Linked DNA regions of Rattus norvegicus: region 2 is linked to region 1. The links are chromatin contacts, called in public Hi-C maps. All regions are on one chromosome and are shown on one strand. Each heading gives the region's core, a stretch centred on a gene start, on an enhancer-like site or on the middle of the called end of the contact. The rest is flanking DNA. Distances are from core to core; before and after follow the strand shown.

Region 1 (4,849 bases), core at 1,232-3,731:
TGTGCGTCAGCAGTTTTCCTCTATTTAGGCCTTGCCACAGACCTAAGTCAACAGGTGACCTGTCCACAGCTGAATATTAAATTCTGAATGTTAAGTCGTTCACCACAGTATTTTGCCAAACATGGAAGGTGGCAAGAATTGGAAGGAAGGGGCAATAGAGTGGTCAGCCTGAGGCAGGGGAAATGCTGCAGTTGGGGCCTAGCAGCCCTCCCACATTGGGCTTGGAGGATGGCTTTTCCTGCTTTGGGGTGGGACATTGTTGTACAGAGGCTCCTGAGGGAGCTGTGAGCTGGTTTAGGGGAACTTACCTCCTGCTCTCTGCTTTATTAAAAATAGAACCCTTAAATCTTAGCCAGACATATGCATCCTACCTATATTATATCTACATGAAGACACATAACTGCAAATGGCCCATGACCTGACTTCTAGAAACAAGTATTCCCATAGACAGAAGGCAGACGCTGATGGCTGGAGCTCTGTGGCTGTCTTGAACCATGAGGTAAAAGTTCATCCTAGAACGATGGAGCCATAGGATGCTGGTTCACAACTGTCTCAGAAGAGAAATGTTTGTGTCCACAAGACATTATCTTCCACACATCTCAGCACCCGAAAGTCCCAATCACTCACCCAAAGACTGAGGTGAGTGTAGTCTTGGAGGTGGGAGAGTTACAGAACTAGACTGCTATGGCCTGTAGACAGTTTTCTAGAGTTCTTCAGTGCACAGCAAAGCTGTCCTCTCCCGTAGGAAAGCTCATGTCCTGTATGTCCCTTTGGCTCATTCTCCTAGATGGACACTCCCCTTGGTTTCCCTGGATCTTAGACAATCTGTCCTTAGCTGAGTAATCTCTGTTCCAGCTGGGTGCAATAGAATCCAAGGCAAAACTGGGTATTATACGCGCCTGCCTGTAATCAAGGTAGGAACACTGTGAGTTCAAGGTCAGCTTGGGTGGGGACACTGGCTCTCAAAGTTGAAATTGAATATGCATGCTGCCCTTTGTGAACTGGACCTCGTAAGGGACAATGGCTTCTATATAGAAAATCTTTAAGGTTGCCTCTAAGGTTTGTATTGTTTAACTCCTTAATGCGTTTTCAATTCACAATGTAGCGTAGCGTGTGATCTCTGTGCGCTGAAGGATGCCTTGTTCCAAGTCCCAATTGAGGAAGTGGGGGATGATGGCTATAGAAGGAATAGCTAAGTGTGAGGCTAGGGTAAACATTTACAGGTGACAACTGGCTTGCTTTTTGTTTTGTTTTTGAGATAGCATCTCACAGTATAGTCCTGGCTGTTCTGGAACTTGCTATATAGACCAGGCTGGCCTCAAACTCTTGAGTTCTATCTGCCTCTACTTCTGGAGTCCTGGGATTAAAGGCATGTGCCACTACACCAGGTATGACACTGGTTTTGGGAGGGAGTTGGCAGGCTCTGTTTACAGAGCTTCTGAGGTTCCAGTCAATGATTGATAACATCTAATGGGTGCTAAGTGCAGGCTTTGGGCCTGATAATGTCCTGGCCCTTCAATGCATCACTTTGCTGCTAGCACACAAGGCAGGGGACCTGGGAGCTGGACGGGTAAGGCCATCTGCCCAGTGGCATAGTTAGTATTCAGGAGAACTGTCAGTCTAGTTCCCCCTGTTCCACAGCCCTCAACTATTCTTTTTTTTTTTTTTTTTTTTTTTTTTTTTTTCCGGAGCTGGGGACCGAACCCAGGGCCTTGCGCTTGCTAGGCAAGCGCTCTACCACTGAGCTAAATCCCCAACCCCGCCCTCAACTATTCTTAAAAGACCGAAGAGCAGTTCCTTCCTCGTGAACTCCCTCTTATCAGGATGGCTGTTGCCCCACCCCCACCCCCACCCCCACCCCCATCCCCACCCCCACCCCCATAAAAATATATCTCTACATTTCTGTTTCTATGATATGAGTCCCACACTTGGCAGTTGTCTAAGATCTCTCCTGCCAACAGGGATTGCCATTTTCCATTTTGTCCTGGGGTCAGCTGAGGGCCGTGTGCATGCAAGCCCTTCTACCACCCAGCCTTCCCCAGTCCTCAGACTGTTTTAAGGTTGACAGGTCTTCTTACAGTTGACAAGTGGGCTGGAGTGGTTTGGGAGTTGGAGAAAGCTCTGACTTGGGGCATTTGCCAATTTCTGTCATGTAAATACTGCTGCTGAGACCCATTTCACGCTGACCACGCAACCCGTAAAAATCCTGAATGCTTAATAATTGACAGTGGTGTAGCAGGCTCTGGTGGATCCAGGCCCAGAGACTTCACAGCAGCGAGGAGTGCCAGTCTGGGCCCCAATTCCGGGACCCCAAGCTGTGTTCTGGCCCCAGACTGCCAGCCTTCCAGGGCTCTTCCTTGTACCTCTCAAGGGGTCCCATTGTAGTGGGATGGGGGGATGGGGCAAGGCAGACTGTGCAGGACTTCATGAAAGAGCACAGCCGCTCGGACAGCAGGTGGCAGCACTCTCGTGGTCAAAGATGAGCTTCTCCGCCTAATGAGGGGCCTTTGTTCTGAGCCAGAGGCTGTGTCACCAAGAGAAAGGCCCCACAGGGCAAGCTAATCAGCCTGTCCTTAGTTGACCTTCACCTCCTGGAGCCCCATAGACAGGTCCTAGGAGCCTGACAGAATGAGAGCCACTGAAGCAAATAGTGGGGGACAGCACATACACACACACACACACACTCACATACACACCCCATACACACACACCACACACATACCACACACATACCATACTCACACACAAACCATAAACACACACACCAACACACACCACACACACACACCACACACACACACACCACACACACATACACACATGCCACATACACACATGCCAGACACACCACACACACATATACACACACACACCCCCCACACCCCCCCCCACACACACACACACGCATACACACACACACCACACATACACACAAACAGACATCATACACACACACACACACACACACACACACACACACACACACACACACGCTCACTCACACCACAGGCACCCAGTGTGGTCAAGAAGGGAGTTGAGTGCAGAATGCAGCAAGGGTTTCCAGGTTCCAGGAAGGTGGTTCTCTTTCTCACCTGCTGTCCATCATCCCTACACCTCACATAACCTCTGGGGTGCATTTTCTGCTGGGGTAACCAGTTGTTCCAGTTTGTCCTGGACTGTCTGGTCTAAATAAGAAAATCCCTTCTCCTGAGTGTGTGTGTGTGTGTGTGTGTGTGTGTGTGTGTGTGTGTGTGTGTGTGTGTTTCAGTCTGACAGGGACATTGTGGCCTTTGCTGTATGCATGGCCATGGAAGATAGATGTCTAGGCAAGGTCAGGGCTGGCCCACGTCCACAGACAGGATTAGATGTCATTCCGTTTCAAAACTTGTCCCCTGCCCCTTTCCCCCACAGAGGTCAAGGCCCAAATGCATGAGAGGGAGCCCATGAGCGGGAGCTCATGAGGGAGCCCACGAGAGGGAGTCCATAACAGTATGTCCCCCTTTCCTACCTTTGACCTCCCTCTCCTTCCCACACATGCGGCCTGGAGCTTGCACAAAGTCCATTGGTCACTTAGCTCTCCCAGGGTCTAGCCACAGAGGACTCTATGTTTCAGGGGTGAGTGAGGCCACAGAGGCAAGGTACTAGGAGGTGGGGAGGGCAGACTAACTGGGGGAAAGGCAGGCTAGAAATCTCAGCCACTGAGGAATGAAGAAGTAAGACTCAGTCGTGGTGCGGTGTGACACGTCCCTTCTGTCACTCTGGTACCCTCTCCCTCTGTCCACCACTTCCTTTTTCTCCCCGTGGTCCCCTTGGTCTGGAGACAAGCTACAGCTGTGATGTTTAACGAAGGCAGAGCTTTGCTTAAACCAAGGCCCAGGCAAAGGACTCTGCTCTGCACGTTAGAAGAAAGGACAGTGGTGCTGCCAGGGCTCGTGTTCTGTACAGACTGTCCTTATCTAGTCTCTGAGCTTATCTCATTTAGCTTTTCCTGGCACCCACTCCGGTGGCCACCCTGGGCTTGTGCCAGTCCCTAGGAGCTCAGGCTCCCTCCTGTCAAGAGTGTTTGCTCAGCCCCATTGGTCCCTTTGCTTGTTTGAGAGTAGCGGGAGAAGACGCTGTGAAATGGTGCCCCTGAAACTTTGAAAGATGAGAAGAGGGTCACGTCATGCCGAGGCAGGGACAGACGTGACACATTCCAAGTGGTGTGTTAGATCTGTCACCCACCAGGAAAGAGTTGATAAGTATTTAGAAATAGACTTTTCATGGGCTTTTGGCTTCAACTTTCTGTACAACCAGCCTCTGCGAAGCAAACTCTCCACGGTGCTCAGTGGTTCATATTTCATTTCGCTGGAGACAAGTTAACGCAGGCCAAGCCCTAGTCTGGATGAAAATTGACTATGCAGGTAACATCCTGCTGACTCTAGTTTCCTGACCAACACTGGGTTTGCTGGAGCCTGCCTTGGAGACTAAGGGTCCTGTGACTTTTTTAAAGAAGGGGTTATAAAGGCTCGGGAGGCCTGGGGACATGGCTCCGGCAGCACTCACCAATCAAGCATGAGAACTGAGTTAGATCCTCCAGCATCCACACCAACAGCCAGGCACAGAGCCACACACCTAACTCCCAGCTCTGAGGAGGTGAAAGTGGGAGGGTCCCCGAAGCTCATGTGACAGTCTTGCCAAATCAGTGAGCTTCGGTTCAGTAAGAGACCCTGTCCCCAAAAAGAAGGCGGAGAGTAACAGCAAAATGCCCAACATTGACCTCTAGCTCTATACGCACCCACGTCGTGGACCCTCACACTCACATCCAACCCGTGGCCCTCCCCCAGAAGCATGGAGTGTTTTGTCAACT
Region 2 (5,207 bases), core at 1,654-4,153, 100 kb after region 1:
GTGGAGGTGGGGAGTGGGGCAGAGAACCTTCCAGGCAGGGAACTGTTTCACTCTTACACTGTATGACTGGCAGAGAAAAGGTGGAAACAACCTACTCTTCTGTTTTCCGGGACTTCCAGGACCAGCCCCAGTGTGTCCTTTAAGTGCCTTACTTGTTCCTATCCAGGCTGAGCGGCTCTCCATTGGGAAGACTCTGCCTCACCGTGTTGTGAGTCTAAAGTACTAGCTTTATAGCAGCCAGTGGGCATTTACTCACACTTTCGAGTTTAGCTCCAAAAGGGCGGCTGATAATGTTACCCTACAACCAAGATTCCTGCTGACAAGAGTACCTTGTGTCACCTCCACTAGAGCCTCTTTCCCTGCCTGGTCTTTAAATCACTACCCATAAGCTAGGATTTCTTTTCTCAGCATCTAAGTTAATATTAAACCAAATCCAGAACTGAAATGAAAGGCTAGGTTAGACCCTCCCTTCTCCCACCTTTTATAAACTTCAAACAAAACAAACCAAGTCCCCTGCATTTCTAAACAATTATGATGTGTACCTTTGGTGAGCTAAACAGTTGTGGGTGGTAGGCCTCATGAGGATTTAAGCCGAGTCACTGGCAAATAAACACTGAATAAGAAAAAAAAAAAAGGAACAAAATCCTATTTTATCCCAGGAATGATTCAGCAAGCTGGTCCTTCATTTTTCTTACCAAACGTTCAGGACCCCAGTTTTGAAAGCTAGGAAGAATCATCTGGAAATATCACCCACACCTAAACCCTAGATGGCACTTAAGAAAAGGGGTGAGGGTGGGGGAAGATCACGATGACCTTAAAAATTAGCTGCCCTTAAGCTTCTTGGTTAACCAATTATCAACAGGGCTTTAGTCATTGCTCCACCCACATTTTAATCCCCATGTGGAAAAATCCCAACATTTCAGTATGAAATATTCCTCTGACCAATTTGCCATTGTAAGTCATTGAGAAAGACCGGCATTCATACATGAATGCATGCAGGCAATTTAATATCCAATGTATCAGAGTACTTCAAATACTAAGTACTCTAGACATCTTTAGGGTTCATAAAACACTTAGGTTGAACTTGACCAAACTCTCAGTTGAACTGTTATTGCACTACTCCAGTGTATATGCCCTAGGCCTAAAGGCGTAACTCCAACTTAAACATCTTCCTGGTTTATTTACTATTACAAACACCCCGATTTCTTCTGGAGGAGAACTTTAGAGTTCTACACACAAAACGATGCTTCAGAGGCAGACGTTATGAATAAGCTTGAGAGCAACAGGTTGTAGAGCACCTGTTGTCACTAAACAACCGTTTGACCTTGAACAAGTCACTTCACCTTCCTAGGCTTCCGCCTGTCTCTGTGCTCCTAAAAGCTGCTCAAGGTCTCCAAATGACAAAGATTCTTTTTGAAGGGATAGGAGATAAAAAGATGGGGCTTTAACGAATAAATGGTTTATAGGAACGGCTAGAACAGTATGACCTACAGATCCGGTTTCCATCCTGGAAGTGGAGGCCAGGAGGGAATCAGTTCTTTGCTGCGATGCTGCAAAACCTGTGCGGGGGCACCGTCAGGGTCCCTAATCTCTCTTCCTGGCCACGTTTTATAATCGTCTCTTCCAAGTCTCCAAAGAATGTGCTCTCGCTCCATCTCAGTATACACCCAGGTGCCTTAGGACCTGCAGAGTGTCCTCAGCTCGTCTGCTTGGTCAGCCCTGAAGAGGGTGGAGTGGACTCTCCCACCTGTATTCTCATGACTGGTGCTTTTTCAACCTAGGAACTGATGTTTTCAGGGTTATTTTTTAAGTTTTTATCTGCTGCTGAGAGGTCAGGAACTAACTCTTCCGAGGTGGATAGCAGTTATCAAGGTGGGACCTCGGCGTTGTTCGTGCCCCGAATCCCTCATTCTTTTCGGAACACCTCTTGGATGAGACAGCAGTGCAGGAAACCCGCATGGCTTTTCTAGCACCATTAACTGTCCAGTCTCCAGTCCTTTGTTGGATTGACAGTAGCCTGCGGCCCTAGAGGGTCAGCCTAGCCCCCTTTAAGAATCGTCCCCTAACATAAATTCACACACCCCTCCCCACCGTTAAGACAACACCAGTTACCAAAGGCACATCCTGTTATGGACAGTGGCCCATTTTAAAGCTCTCAAAAGTATACCTTAAAGGCTATCTTTGGGCTGTGAAGTCACACCCTTTCTGGCACTAGCTTCGCTGGGCTGGTTCGGCCTAAGGGGAAGCCAGTTTTTTTCCTTTGGGGGAGGGCGGTCGCCTCTGCGGGGAGCTGGCCGAGCCCCAGAGCCTCCTGGAGAAGGGAGTCTCGACCCGGAGGCTGCCCTAGCCGGCGCCGGGCCGCGGCGAGAACGGCCACCGCGAGGGGGCCCTGGCGGAGCTCCCCGGGGGAAGGGGAGGAGCGCTCCTTTCCCTGGGCACGGTGGGAGGAGGGAGAAAGGAAGCGCAAGGCGCGCGGTGAAGGCGACCAAAGGGCTCAGGCAGGGCAGGCGCCGGGCTCAGGGATGCCGCCCCGGGTGCTACTCCTCCAGGGCCGCTGCCGGCTCTCAGCACCCGCCCCTCCATTGCGGAGAGCCGGGTCTCCAAGCCGCTTCCTCCCGCGCCCCCGCCCGCGGCCCGGGCTCGCCAGACACTCACCCCCTTCCCCATGGTGGCGGCGCTGCGGGCCCCGCGCCGGGTCCTGTGGCTGGAGACTAGAAAGAGGAGAGAGCAGCTCCCGGCTGGGAGAGTGGAGCCGGGGGAGCCGAGAGGCGGGAACTAGGGCTGCCGCCGGAGGAAAGAGGGAGGACGGCCGGCGCCCCGGACCGAGGCCGCCGCTGCTGCCGCCGCTGCTGCTGCCGCTGCCGCCGCCGCTGCCACGTGTCCGCCTCCTCCCGCCGAGGCTCCGCGCCCCAGACCCAGCCGCAGCTCCAGCCCTTGCCTCCTCCTCACTTCCTAAAATATGCAACCTGCGTGATGGCTCCGCCCACGCGTGCACGTCACCGTTACCGGAGCAACCTGACACCGGCTCCAGCTGGCTCCGCCTCCGCCTCTAACCCCTCCCCGCCGGGCCCGGACCACGCTAGCCGCTGCCTAGCCCGGGCTCCCGGCAGGAGGGCGCCCGGGCCCAGTACCCGAGTGCCCCGGTCTCTAGAGGGCTACGGAGCGCGTCTGCCTCCAGGACCGGGTATTTGACTGAGCAGCCTGCGAAGTAGAGCGCGGAAGGTCCGCAGTGGGTGCGGCGCGGCGCAGTCGGGGCTAGCCCACTTGCTCAGCGTAGCTTTTCTAGAGCGTCGGGGGTCTCGAGGGGCCGGGGTTGGACAGCAGCTGCGCGACTCCGAGGGACTCTTCTCTGCAGATCCAGGCCCGCACCTATCTGCAGATGGTACCTTCCCTTTGATTCCTCTGTTCTGGGATCCTCTTACAACTTCTCATTCCACCACTAGAGAAATGCTTCAGACATATACACACACACACACTCGCGCGCGTGCGCGCGTCACTTACACTTCCCTTTCCTTATGACCCCAAGTGACTATTAAAAAAAAAAAAGCCAGTAAGAAGTTCATTCACAGCACTGTATGAATGAAATCTACTTGCAAGAGGAGGGGGGAGGGGTGTTAACCTGCTTTTCAGAGAGATTCCCCTTTTTATGGTAGAGAAATCTGAAACCCAAAAGAACACCTATCTTTAGTAAAAGAGGTGGCTCAAAACGCTCTGCAGCTCCGCACCTCCCAACAGCAGCGCCCCACATCATGCACAGCATCCGTGGTTACCCTGAGGGACTAATCAGTCTCACGCCCAGCCAGTCGCCCGCTCTTGGCCTGGCAAAGTTGAGAGCAGGGCTTCCGTTTCAGTGGCTTAGCAGGTGCTATGATGGCTGAAACTTATCATTAAAAATAACAAAGTATCATCATCATCGTCATCATCAATGTCAGGAAAGCAAGCACTCTGGGAAAGCGCAGGATTCGGTGGAGAAACTCGATTTCCATCTCTGGAAACTCCTGGGAGAAGCAAGGAAAACATTAACTTCTTAGATCTAGACCTATCAACTTCAAGCGCCAATGCTTTTTGTAGGATGTGGGGCTTGCAAAGAAAAGGGGGGAGGGGGGCTGGAGAGATAGCTCAGTGGTTAAGAGCATTGTCTGCTCTTCCAGAGGTCCTGAGTTCAAATCCCAGAAACCACATGGTGGCTCACAGCCATCTGTAATGAGATCTGATGCCTGCCCTCTTCTGGTGTGGTGGTGGTGAAGAGAGCAACATACATAAAATAAATGAATAAATGAATGAATAAATCTTTAAAAAAAAAAGAAAAGGGGGGAGGGAGGGAGGAAAAACACCCAAAACAACTAATCACTGTGTTATCAGTTCTTCCATAGAGCAATTCTCTGCACTTCTTAGAAACAACTGTTGCTTATACAACTGTTGCTTATAGCAGAAGACAGCCTTTATCTCTTCCAGTGATCCACAGACTTGATGAAATCAGTTCGGGCCTCAGAGAGAAGATGAATTGTAAGCAAAATTCAAAAATCACGATTCTGGGGAAAAAGACCCCCAAATCCAGAGCCCTGTAGTACCAGCCCTGCTAGTTCAACTGAAGGCTGCAGCATGTGAGTTAGACTTAAGAAAGTTCATTACTGTGCCCGGCAGATCGCTGCTACTGTGCGGGAGGCTTTGCTTACTGAAGACCTTACTTTAAGATTAATTACCCATAGGCCCTGATCTAAACGGGAAAACACAACAAGGAAAATATCAGAAGCACAAGCCAGAGCTGTTGTCCTCCTTACTCATCCACTCATCCATCAAGATAAGTCAGGTAGGTCAAGATGCTGTCTTCTCTCCTCAGCTGCTTCCTTGCAGCTGTGGGGTACTGCCAGCCTCTCAGGGGACCCTGGGCTTCTGGTTGTGTTCAAGGGTGGAAAGAGCAAAATAAGTATGGATGTCTAATTAAACCCTGTATTTTGCTCTTGACTTTATTCAATAGTTTTTAACTTGTCCTGGAGTTCTTACATGGCTTCAAATGAAGCAGTGAAACTGCACAGTGTGTGTGTGTGTGTGTGTGTGTGTGTGTGTGTGGTCTTTGAATTTGGAAACTTAAACCAACTTAAACTTGAACTTCATACTTCCGTGTCTAAACATAGAACCAACTTCTCATGGACAAGTAATGGAAAGACTCCCTGTCTTGTTGAAATGCAGAGCTGTGGATGTGGGTA

Evidence for each region. A called contact is a pair of places that touch in the nucleus more often than the background predicts.
Region 2: a contact with region 1 is called in a Hi-C map of kidney, with 5 times the contacts expected there. The contact joins the promoter of Atp1a1 here to the enhancer-like site in region 1. A contact is called at or near these places in 9 of 12 Hi-C or Micro-C datasets (the A7r5 cell line, the Rat2 cell line, Schwann cells and 5 more).

Annotation. Positions count from the first base shown.
Region 1 is chr2:191,630,795-191,635,643 of GRCr8, forward strand. No RefSeq gene overlaps it. Among named protein-coding and RNA genes, the nearest start is that of Atp1a1, 100 kb to the right of the region's middle. Within about 2 kb of position 2,482, at least 18 of the 93 cell types and tissues checked have an H3K27ac peak or open chromatin away from gene starts, as enhancers often do. A contact at or near this core is called in the A7r5 cell line, kidney and liver, where this site is marked.
Region 2 is chr2:191,734,511-191,739,717 of GRCr8, forward strand. Atp1a1 (ATPase Na+/K+ transporting subunit alpha 1) reads right to left here and starts at 2,904. Exons shown (of 23, transcript NM_012504.1): 1 at 2,656-2,904. The coding sequence starts at 2,667. LOC103691652 (a long non-coding RNA gene) reads left to right here and starts at 3,116. Exons shown (of 7, transcript XR_010064368.1): 1 at 3,116-3,382; 2 at 4,456-4,604; 3 at 4,710-4,810.